Regions from separate parts of the Gossypium hirsutum genome. Here region 1 is linked to region 2. Evidence: chromatin contacts called from public Hi-C data. All regions are on one chromosome and are shown on one strand. The core of a region is the stretch at or near the end of the contact, and the rest is flanking DNA. Distances in the headings are between cores, read along the strand shown. Region 1 holds the start of LOC121212489. Region 2 holds the start of LOC107920041 (calcium-dependent protein kinase 33).

Region 1 (5,838 bases), core at 41-2,540, 140 kb after region 2:
GATCAAGCAAATAGTAACTGTCAACAAATCTTATAACCCTTTTTCAAAGATAAATATCCATAGAAAGCCTGTAAAATACTACTCATAGAAGCCTCTCAGAATTACAACAATAAAAACCAGACCATAGCTTACAATGACAAGAAACTTCAAACATGATCAATGCATCAAAAAGGTGATTGTCGGAAATGAGCATATGTGCAATATCAATATATAAAAAAAAATTAATGTCCTTTTTTTTAATGTTTTTAAAAGATCTTGCATCTTACCTCAGTACCAATATCCCGGAGATGTATTAATAAAGATGAACTTTAAGAAAAATGAAAAGTCCATTATATTATACAAAATCATATCAATCATTATAAAGAACATTTTCTTGGGCTAGCAAAAGTAGAAAGCTTCATTTTCTTGGCATGCAGGCAAAATCTAAAACACTTTTAAAAATTGAAAATAACACTTTAACAATGATTGTATTATAAAAGAAGAGCATTATTTTCAGTATTAAAGCTTCAAACTTAAGCAGAAAATTATCCAAACAATCACACTTTTTCATCACATCATTCCCATTGTAACGAAAATAAATAAAACTACAGATCTTTGAGCCAGAAAAGGTTAAAATATCTCACCTTCAACCCCAACTGATCCCTCCTCCTCTCTCCCCCACCCAGCGTCACCGTCTCTGGCAACTGCAACCGCCACAATCCACCTGCAAGCTTCCTCGCTGACACAGTTGAAGTTCCTTTCCTCCGTCGTGCACGACCACCATCCTCCTCCTCCTCGAGCTCCTTCTCAACTCCACCGCCTTTATCTCTCACTCTCTCCCTTTCCTCCATCTTCCATTTCAACAACGGCGTCTCCGGCCTGCTCCGCCTCCCAACTACCGCTGCACCGACTCTCTTCCACCTCGTGTTCCGTGTCGTCCGCTTCCTCGTCGGCTTGAGATCCGCGTCCGCCGGATTCCTTCCCGAAAATGTCGTCGGTAAACTCATTTCCACTGTCACCTTCTTCACTCCGAAACTCAAACCTCTTCCATCAACATTCCAAAACCAAATAACATAAAATAAAGAGAAACAAATTTCCAACTTCACGTTGAAAACAAAACAATACTTTGAAATTTTAGTTTGTGAAAAACTCCATTTCTCTTTCGGTGAAGTCTCTGAAAGTGAATGAAGGTAGTGAGAGATAGGGGTGAAAAAAAGCTGAACTAAGACAGGATTAAGAGAGAGAGAGGTTGAGTTGATGTTTTCTACTTTGGTTGTTTCTGAAATGGAGAAAAAAAAAAGCAGATGTAGTCTAGATGTGTACAAAAATACGGTAATACATTTTACTGTATTTTATACGGTCAACATATAATGTGGAATTAGATACGTTGTCGCTTACTAGCTGTTTGATTACGTGCTTTGTGATTCCAACGCTGTGGACAATCTAAATTGAACTTAGATTCGAAGAAAATATATATTCATGTTAGAATTGTGTTATTAATCCCCGCACTATGCATAAATTAAATTATATATGTATTCTATTTTCTATATAATTTTTAATTTTAACATAATACTGCAACAATAGTTAAATTCATTATCTAGAATTTTGCTGAATAATATATAGACATAACAAATTGATATAGTATTACACAGTAATAACACATAATATTTTGAAAACAATCCAATTATTGATTGAAAAAACAGTAGGGATTAAAATTTCAATTTTAAAAAAAGTTAGGAAAAAGTCCATTGATAATTAAAAAGCATGGGAGAGGATAAACCATGTGGCATTTTTAGAGAAATCCACGTGGGATTTGAAATAACAATTATCAAACTTGGTAATTCCTTTCTTAATTATTCCTTTGGAAGCAGACGAATTGAACCCACATGGGGTGGGTTGATGTTCGTGCCTAAAGGAAATTGAATAATATATTATGTCCTTTTTACTTAGCAAATATTAGATCTAATCTTAATTAATTAACCCTTCAAACAAGTTAATAGTTATTTTAGATATATATTATAATTGGGAAAGAGTAGGGTTGGACCAATTTTATTATGCTCTAACACAAATATTTTTACTCAGTTTGATGAAGAGCTTGAAATTAGTTAATTTTTAATAAATTTAAGTTGAATCAATTCAATGGGTTTTAGACTTGTTAAAAACAAGCATATAAAAAGAGGGTAAGATTTAAAACTAAGTAATCCAAAGTGATAAGAGTTGCCCCAAAGTTTATGCGGCCAACACTTGTAAGGAAAATTTTTGTCTTATAATTTGTTCGGTATAATAAAAGATTGTGGGGCACCCAAGAACCAGACTTCAATAATATTTGTTCCAAGTGGGGGTTTTCATGGGACTTGTGGTTAATCAATGGCCCACTAGTGTTCCAATGCCTTATAATTAAGCTGCATATAGTAAAGAAAAAGGCAAATCAAATCCTACTTGCTAGCAATGTGCCCAAAAGACTAGGGTACTATCACCCATGGCAGCATTCAATTACTAAAAAACATGACAAAAACACATTTATGATCGCAATTTAAATCCTACCGTCTTTTGTACTAAGAAAACCCCAAAAGATGGCATAAAAAGGAAACTTAGAGAAGCGTGCGACGGTTTGGACTCCATTTGTTAGATGGTGGGCATCCTTTGTGGTCATTTCTAAATGTGTGTAATTGGATAGTCTACACCATCTTCCATCAAGCTGGGAATTGAGTGACAAAATGAGAACGCTATCAAGCTTTAATTCATGAGTTTTGAGCCCGTTCCGTAGAGGAGCCTTTGTGCTAACACCAAATCATCATCACTCTATTTCATTCAAACAAAATCTTATTTTCATTATATCCTGCCATACAAGCTAATCTATTCCATCCTAACAACAGTCATACATTTTAAGTTCATCCTTTTACATTTTTCAAACGCTTCTGAGTTAATTATGTTAAACTAGAGATGGTAAAAAAAACCTAAAATCAATGGGTTTTGAGTTGATCCGACCCGATAAGATTAGTGTTTCATTTTCATTTTCTTTTTTTGAAATCAAGTTTTTGGTGGAGTTAGATGTTAGTGTTTCATTTTCATTTTCTTTTTTTGAAATCAAGTTTTTGGTGGAGTTAGATCAAGTTTAGCGTAAAATTACCCTAATTCAATTAAAAATTCTTAAAACTTATCACTATCAACTTCATTTTACCACATTTACTATCATTTCACACTAGTTTCTTCCCTCTCTCTATTTAATTTTCCCAAGTTTCCCTCTCATTTTTGTGCCTTATATTTTCCTTTTGTGATGTAATATATATTTTTTATTTAGTCATCTCAAGCATGATTTTTGTTGCAAATCATGATCATAATAAATTCTATGTTTAACAAAAAAAACACATCAAATTTAATGGGGAGTGATGCCAATTTTTTTTAATTTAATCAATCACATTTTTAAAAAGGAAAAAGTTTGAACTCAAGAAAAGTTTGAACTCAAGCAGGTTGGATCAGGTATACAATTAATTTTCGAGTTCAAGATTCGAATGAGCTAATTTTTTTTTAAATCAAAGTCGGGTTGAGGTCAGAACATGACGATAGAGTACTGAGTCGGGGAAGGCGGGAAAAAATCAGACCACCTCATTGCCATCACTATACTGAACTGATGTCTAGGGGTGATTAATCGACTAATTCGGTCTAAAAAATTCAATAACTAACTTAATCAACTTCCCTTTTTTAAAAACAGGAAAATGAATTGATTTTCGTTTAGACAAAACCAAATAGACATTTTTGGTTGATTCGATCAGGAAACCAACTTAAACCAACATTATATTTTATTTTTTAATTGTGAAATTATTGAGCTGATAATATTGTATTGCTTTTAAGGTAATAAGATTTTGACTCCATAAAATTAATAAAATGGTTATTTTAAAAGAATAATGTTTTTTTTAAAATTAAATTTAAGATTTGAAGATAATATGCTATTAGGTTTAGTATTTTTAAGTTTAATTTTTTAGTAATATGTATAAATTATTAATTGATTTTAATTTTTCAATTTTAGGCCTTGGATTTGAGTTTATGTAATGAATTGGATTTGGATTTATATAAATATATATATATATATTAAATTCTCTTAATTCAATTAATTTGATTTTAGTTTTTTAAAATTAAAAATGAATCAACTTAACTGTTTTACTAAACCTCCCAAACCGACCTATACAACCAATCTGACTAAAACTAAAACCAATTGGTTCAGTTGATTTAGTCATTTTCACTCAAATTTTGTACACCTCTCCCATTAACTAATTGGGAGGGTTGTTGCCCTTAATAAATCCATACCGAATTCTACAGGAAAATTCTTACCATTCTTTAAACTCATAAGCGGTGCTATAAAATTTAAATGGACTAGTCAGTGCTAAAAAGAATTTGAAAACATCAAGAATTTTCTCATCTCCCTTGCTTGCAACGCTAAGCCTACAAGAGCCACTCTACGTATACCTCTCCATCGTAGATGAACCACTGGTAACAGTTCCCCTTAAACAATTTCATGACTTATAAATCCTAATATACTACATCAAGGAGAACTAAATTACACCAAGATGGAAAAACTTGTTTACACATTAGTTGGTGGTAGCACACAAGTAATGAGCATATTTCCAAGTGCACCCAATTATCATTTTATCGGATGCCCTGCTGAAAGACATTTTAGAAAAGATAGTTCCTCAAGAAGACTGATAAAATAGAGTGTAGAATTTAGTAAATTTGGTCAACAATTTCAGCTTAGACAAGCAATCAAAGCATAAGCTCTAGTAAAAATTGCACTTCTAAAAATAATGCCAACAACCACACAACACATAAAATAGCTAAGAACATATATCTCGTGATAACCTTAATTTATAATGACATCATCTATCACAATGCAACAAATCCGTATACTGGACCTTATTTGTGGATGGATTATACATGAAGATAAGAGCGAGAGTAGGCATACGAGTCATCTATCCCTAAGGCCAAGAATGAAAAATATTGCCTTGTATTCTCCTTCCCCGCTTCAAATAATGTTTTTAAGTATGAAGCATTGATCATTGGCTTATAGCTAGCTAAAACTGTAGACACGCATGTTATAGCTTCTGTTGATTCGTAATTGGTAGCTCAACAACTCAATGTAAACTATGACATTAGAGAGCCTACTTTGGTGAAATATCTTCAAATATTGAAACATCATGCCACTTGTTTCGACGATATCACTGTTGGAACTTTAACTATTTGGGATACCTTTGTTTCACTCATTGTTCTGACAACACTCGGGACAATATGTTAGGATAACTCTTGGAATAATGAGTTAAGATGGTTAAAGTGAAGTGAATTTGTTGGCATTTTTTACTTTGTTCAACTTGGTTAGTTTTCTATCAACAAATAATTTTTGGATTGAAGCTACAATTATTTTTTATCTTGCCGATGGATTTTATTTTGAAGAAGAGAAGGGAGAATGGTTATTGATTCAAATAAAAAATTATCCTTATCTTATTCTTATCTTTTAAGTGTATTTGAAAAAAAATGAGAGACTTGCATATGAAGGAACGTATGGGATAATTATTAAAGATAATTCAAGAGATAAATTTAACTTTTAACTAGGAGTTTTAAGCTTATCAAAATGCTGCTCAAGAGCTCTTGTATCAACTTATAAATAGGCTATTGATCGACTTGCTCTTATGTGCTTTTGGAGTGTTTTTCAATCGAGTGTTGTGCTTTCTTTGCTTTATATTTTTGCACTCTTGTGCTAGGCATTTTATTAGAGTAATCCTTGTTGCATTATGAGGTTGTTTGGGGGTGAATAATTGTAATAATTTAGTTTATTATTGGGGGTGCAATTACCCTTGTTGTAAAGGTAGA
Region 2 (6,009 bases), core at 2,305-4,804:
ATATTTAATATTCCCCTATCCAACAGTCACACGTAGTCCAAGTAAAACATAGTTTGTGTATGATATAGATTAAAACAAGGATCCAGATGTTATAGATTTAAATGATAACTTACAGCTTCCATCAGCTGCTGAACTTCAGTCTCTGTGAGCTTAGATCCCAGTCGAGCTAATCCAGTCTTAAGTTCATCATACGTGATTGTGCCACTGTTGTCAGTATCGATGTTTGCAAACATCTGCTTCAGGCCTTGGATTTCTTCTGTGGAAAGATTTTCTGCAATGACCTATAATCCACCGGGCTTGTTATCAGATAGCAACTAAATTAGGTTGTTCGAGTCAGGTCACACATTAGCATTAGAATAACAGGGGATTGCAAAAATGCCTTGCTAATTTGCTCTCATATATCAAAACAGCTCATATCTCGACTAATGATTCACATGCCTCTCTCTCTCTCTCTCTCTCAATTTTCCTACCAAGTTCCAAAAGAAAGAAATGATACCGTATAAATCAATATAAACTTACCTTTAAGGCAAGTTGCTTAAGTTTGTTCATTCTTCTGAATTGCTTCATTCTAGAAAGGACCGCACTGTCTAGTGGCTTGTCCGATGCATTTCCACCTTCTCTTATCCACGGATGCTCTGCATAAACCACAGAATTTCAATCTCTGACTTGAGCTTGAGATGAACTATATTAACTCATAAGTTTAACGTGCATATATAGTGTAATTTTGCACTGTTGTAACCGAGATTAACTACTTCAATCCCAACAAAAAAATAAAGGCTGCTGAAAATAACTACCTAGGACTTGAGTAGAAGTAATCCGCTTTTTCGGGTCCTGTGTTAACATCCTGCAGACTAGGTCCTTGGCACTGTCCGAAATAGATGGCCATGGCTGACTTTCAAAGTCAATTTCTCCTTCCAAAATAGCATCAAATATTCCCTTCTCAGTTTCTGCAAGGAAAAACATTCATCAAAATTATTTACTAACAATGAAATAGCAGTTTTGAAATTCAAAGGCAGTTTATAAAATGACAGCTTAGGATTCCCACGAGTAACCTTAAGTTTTACCTGCCCAAAATGGAGGCACACCACTGAGTAAGATATACAGTATAACTCCTGCACTCCAAATATCGATCTCCTTCCCATATTTACGCAGTAAAACCTCAGGAGCAACATAGAAAGCACTCCCAACTATGTCCTGATAAACCTTACCTGCCAAACGCATCAAAAACAATCAGGAAAGAAGGATAGTAGTTATATCACAGCATGATAGAACATGAAATTCTTTTCTTTCCCCTCATTCTACATAGAGTTCACCTTCAAGCATAATACATGTTACTGTGAATAAGCATGTGAATACAGGCATCCTATTGTAATTGTGTTTTTACATGCAAGTTTATACTCAATAAAAGATAAATGTTGTGCAACCTTCACATGGTTATTGAGGTCAAATTCCACCATCAAGTAAATGAAACTTATTCTTCCAATTCAGTTTACAGGATATAGAGAGAACTAGTTTCAAACAATATTTCTGAAATTTGCCCTTCCTCTGTGCATCTTTGAAACTTTTTCAACGCAAAATAAGTATGAAGATTACAGCATAAACATAGAGGCAACCACAATGAAAATGCTGGAAGCTAAAAAAAGTTGCAGTTACTGTCAAGTTTCGGTTTTTATTTAGTAACAAATGAAGCTCCAAAGAGAAAAGGTTGATATTTTAAGATGCTATAGTCAAAATATCATATAGGTAACCAAATAAAGTGTGAATAAAATAAAGCAAATGACATCTTAACAATGACATTCGAATATAATTTAGCTTAACGGACTTTATTCTTCTTTCAATAGTCACAATATTATTGAGGGGTTAGGTAAAAACTTAGAATCTTCCACAAGAAGACTTAGGAGTTAAGACTTCAGACTAATATGTCCAAAACAAACTAACTGTATATAACTTTAATGGTTAAGGCTCCATGTCATTGATGCAGTGCGTCCCAAATATGACTAATTCAAAGCAATCACATCTTATACATATTTCACATACGACATCTTACTATGGACTACTAGCCTAAAAAGCTGAGGCAGTTACCAGCATGTTTCTGGCCAGCAGTTTAAAGCAAAACTCAACACAACAAGACAAGACAAGATCAAATATGACAGTCATTCTAACATGACAAAATACAATGTCTGCCAAGCTCTGGCTATGGGAAATTGCATTGAAAAAGGACATCAGTTAAGACAGACTAAAGATCCACAAGCAGAACAACTAAAACACGAAGAATCTGCATCAAACTCATGCAAATTAAAATAATTAATTCGATGCGAAAATGATCAAAATATAAAAGATTGACAATAATTTACCCTCTTCAATGAACACTGACAACCCGAAATCGGTGGCCTTCAAAAGGGCATTCTCACCCTTGCTAGACAACAAGAAGTTCTCAGGCTTAAGGTCCCTATGCATCACACCCATAAAATGGCAAGCATGGACAACATTAACAATAGCCCTACATATAGAAGCCGCTGCCCTTTCACTATAGTGCCCCTTAGCAATAATCCTATCAAACAATTCACCACCAGCACATAATTCCATCACAAGGTGAACAGATTGCTTATCCTCATAAGCACCCTTAAACTCAACAATATTCGGTTGTCCACTCAAATGTTGCATAATTTGTATCTCCCTTTTCATATCTTCCTTATCATTCTTTCTCACTAGCTTCCTCTTGGATATAGTCTTGCAAGCATATTGTTTACCAGTTGAATTCTCGGTACAATGATAAGTTACACCAAACTGACCTTTTCCCAGTTCTTTACCAATTGTGTAATGCATCCTTATGTCTTCAAATGGTTTGCCTAGGATTGTGTCAATATTAGGGGCAGGCTTGGGACTTGGTGCTGGAACAGCAGGCTTCCATGGTGTTTGAGTCCCTGGCTTTTGAGGGATGTGGTAGACCTGGGGTTGAATTGGTGCAGGCCTAACAGGGTCCTGGTATCTTTGTTGATGAACAGCAGCTGTAGTTGTTGCTCCTGATCTATAGCCATTATGTTGGGGCATTGGATCTTTGTTTTTTGTGAGGCAACCACCCATATCTGGTTTTACTTGAAACTGCCAAAGTTAACCAAGATTGAAAAAAAAAGGGACTGAATTTGGATTGAAAATAAAAAAGGACCTAGATGAAGAAACTGGATCAAAATTCAGTTGATCCACTTTGAAAGAAAAAGAACCAGATTCAAAAAGAAAAAGAAAAAACAAAAACTTAAATAAATAAATAAATAAATAAAAGGTTAATGTTTTCGCACTAACAAAAGAAGAAAAACCAAAAACCAAGATGAGACTGAGAATATGCTGAGGGATGTAATGAAAAAAGAATACAACTTTAGGCTTGTGATTACAAAGTGAGGGTTTTTAAGGGTAAAAGCAGATCAAATCAAATCTGAAGTTTCTAGCTGTAACGCGATGACTATTGTGACAAAACAAAAAAGGAAGGCTTGCCTTGCCTTGCTTGCTGGGTTGGTCAACCATGGAGTTCTGTTTGAAACAATTGAATTTTTTTTATACGACGCAATTTGTACATTGTTGCCGTAAACTAGAACCTATACTCCTTAAATTTTGTTTAAAATTATGTTTTTAACCCTCAATTTTTAAAAATTATATGATAGTCACTAATATTATTAAATTATTAAATTTTGATCACTTTTCCAATAACTTTCTACAGTGACATGTTAATTCAAAGAGGTAATAATTAATTTGATCATAATTGAAATATTATTTTAATAATTTTAAAATTATTCTTAACAATAATTCTAAAATTTATAAAAATAATTAAAATTTTCTAAAAAATCAATTAAGTTCTTCTGAACATTTTGTACTTAATTGAGCTCTAAATTAACAAAACTGATCCTTATGGCTAATGTTAATCATTAGTATTTAATGATAACGCTGACGCAACTAGTAATAGACATCATATCAATACTGAATATTTTAAAAATAAGTACACAATAAATCTAAACAAATAATTGTCTAAGTTGATTGAAATATGAACTTCTGGATATATTCTAAAATTATAAAAAATAAAAAAAATTATTAAATTTTTTAATATTTATTAGAAATTAATTAAAAAATAATTTTTTACAAAATTTATTAATTTTTACATTTTAAATATAAAAAAATCAACAACTTATATTATAAAATTAAGATTAACAATTTTTTGTTATATTTCTGTCTCTGATTTTTCAATTTACGCAAGTTATATTAGTCAAATAATTTAATAAAAGGAGAAATATAATTTTTATAAAAGATAATTTATTTTTTTATAAAATTTTATGTTTTTTAAGTTAATTTCTAATAATTTTTATAAATTTTAATTATTTTTATATATTTTTATAATTTTAGAATGAATTAAACAACTAAATCATTGTACAATTATTTTTAAAAAATTATTTTTTTATTTTTATTAACATAACAATGATGTGATATTTTTACACCAACCATCAACAATGATGTGGCACTACCACATCAACATCAATTTGACGTGGTCATTAACAAATGCAACATCAATATTAATGGGGAATGGATTTATTTAATCAATTTTATACGATTTAATTAGGTAAAAAAAAGTTGAAAAGCTTGTTTTACCAAAAAGCCTTTAAAAAATAAAAATGGTGTTGATTGGTTTTGAAGGAGATAGTTTGATATTAATCCATTTTTATTTATAACCTCGTAATGATTATACTGAAAATATTTATATTCCATAAAATAAACATTTAATCTATCAAATTAACCAAACAATATAATGTCAAACATTTCACCCCGTAATATTACATATTCATAATTCTATTACAAAAACATAAACTTACATTTTTAAAAAAAAAATTAAACCTCCCTTTAAAATCTGTTTGGTGCACAAGTCAACATTTATGGTAACCTAAAAAAACCTTCTAAAAGGGCTTACCATCTTTTAACAGATGCATCAATCAATCAGGCAAATTATTTACTTCGATTAAAATTTTTATTAAATCTTTTATTATTTTCAAAATTTTCATTTCTTATTTTTAAAATTTTTAGAGCTTTTATTATTTTTCATATTGTTTGGAATTTTTTATAATTATTTTATTATATTTTAAAATTTCTTTTCAAGATCCTTTTGATCGTTCTTTTAGATTTCTTTTGCTTAAATGTCAAAAAAATCTAAATGTTATAGAAAAATTAATAAAATAATAAATAAAAGTAGATGAAAATACAAGAGAATTTTTCTCATTTTTTATTTCACTCAGGTAAGAATTCTATTTATAATTTATAAGTAATTAACATTCAATGCAATACCATAAATGAAGCTTACTTAAGTGCTTCATTAACGCATATATTAAACATTGCATAATGAATGGGAGGTTTTACCTCATAAATGGAGGGGGGTTAAAATATGGGCATTCACATTTATTTATAACACTTCCCCTTAGATGTCCACTAAAGAAAACAGTGCTCATTAAAACCTTTATTAGGAAAAACCCTATGGGATAAAAACCTAATGAAGGAAAAAGAGTACACAATCTCCTATTACAAGTTACCTCGTTAAAAACCTTTACCAAGAAAATCCAGTGGGACAAAACCTTAGTTAAAGGAAAAGAGTACAACGTGTTTTAGATTCCCCCTAATGACGACATCATATTATATCTTTGAGTCAACGCATTCCAATATTGTTTCGTAGTCTTTCAAATGTTGAAGTTCTCAATGCTTGGTAAAAAGATCTGCTAAATTATCACTAGAACGAATTTTTTGAACTTCTATGTTACCTTTCTTCTCAAGATCACGAGTGAAGAATAATTTTGGTGAAATATGTTTCGTTCTGTCACCTTTGATATAACCCCTTTAATTGAGCTATACATGTTGTATTATCTTCGTATAAGATAGTTGGCATATTTTCCTATAAAGGCAAATTACATATCTTCTGGATATGTTGGGTTAATAACCTTAGCCAAACACACTCTCGGCTTGCCTCATGCATTGCAATTATTT

What was found. A called contact is a pair of places that touch in the nucleus more often than the background predicts.
Region 1: a contact with region 2 is called in a Hi-C map of leaf, with 1.6 times the contacts expected there. The contact joins the promoter of LOC121212489 here to the promoter of LOC107920041 in region 2. A contact is called at or near these places in 6 of 34 Hi-C or Micro-C datasets (callus and leaf).

What each region holds. Positions count from the first base shown.
Region 1 is chrA13:94,605,915-94,611,752 of Gossypium_hirsutum_v2.1, forward strand. LOC121212489 reads right to left here and starts at 1,291. Exons shown (of 3, transcript XM_041085312.1): 1 at 624-1,291. The coding sequence starts at 986.
Region 2 is chrA13:94,461,085-94,467,093 of Gossypium_hirsutum_v2.1, forward strand. It overlaps LOC107920041 (calcium-dependent protein kinase 33), which reads right to left and starts at 3,555. Exons shown (of 8, transcript XM_016849537.2): 1 at 2,355-3,555; 2 at 1,065-1,208; 3 at 795-947; 4 at 520-635; 5 at 114-281. The coding sequence starts at 3,084.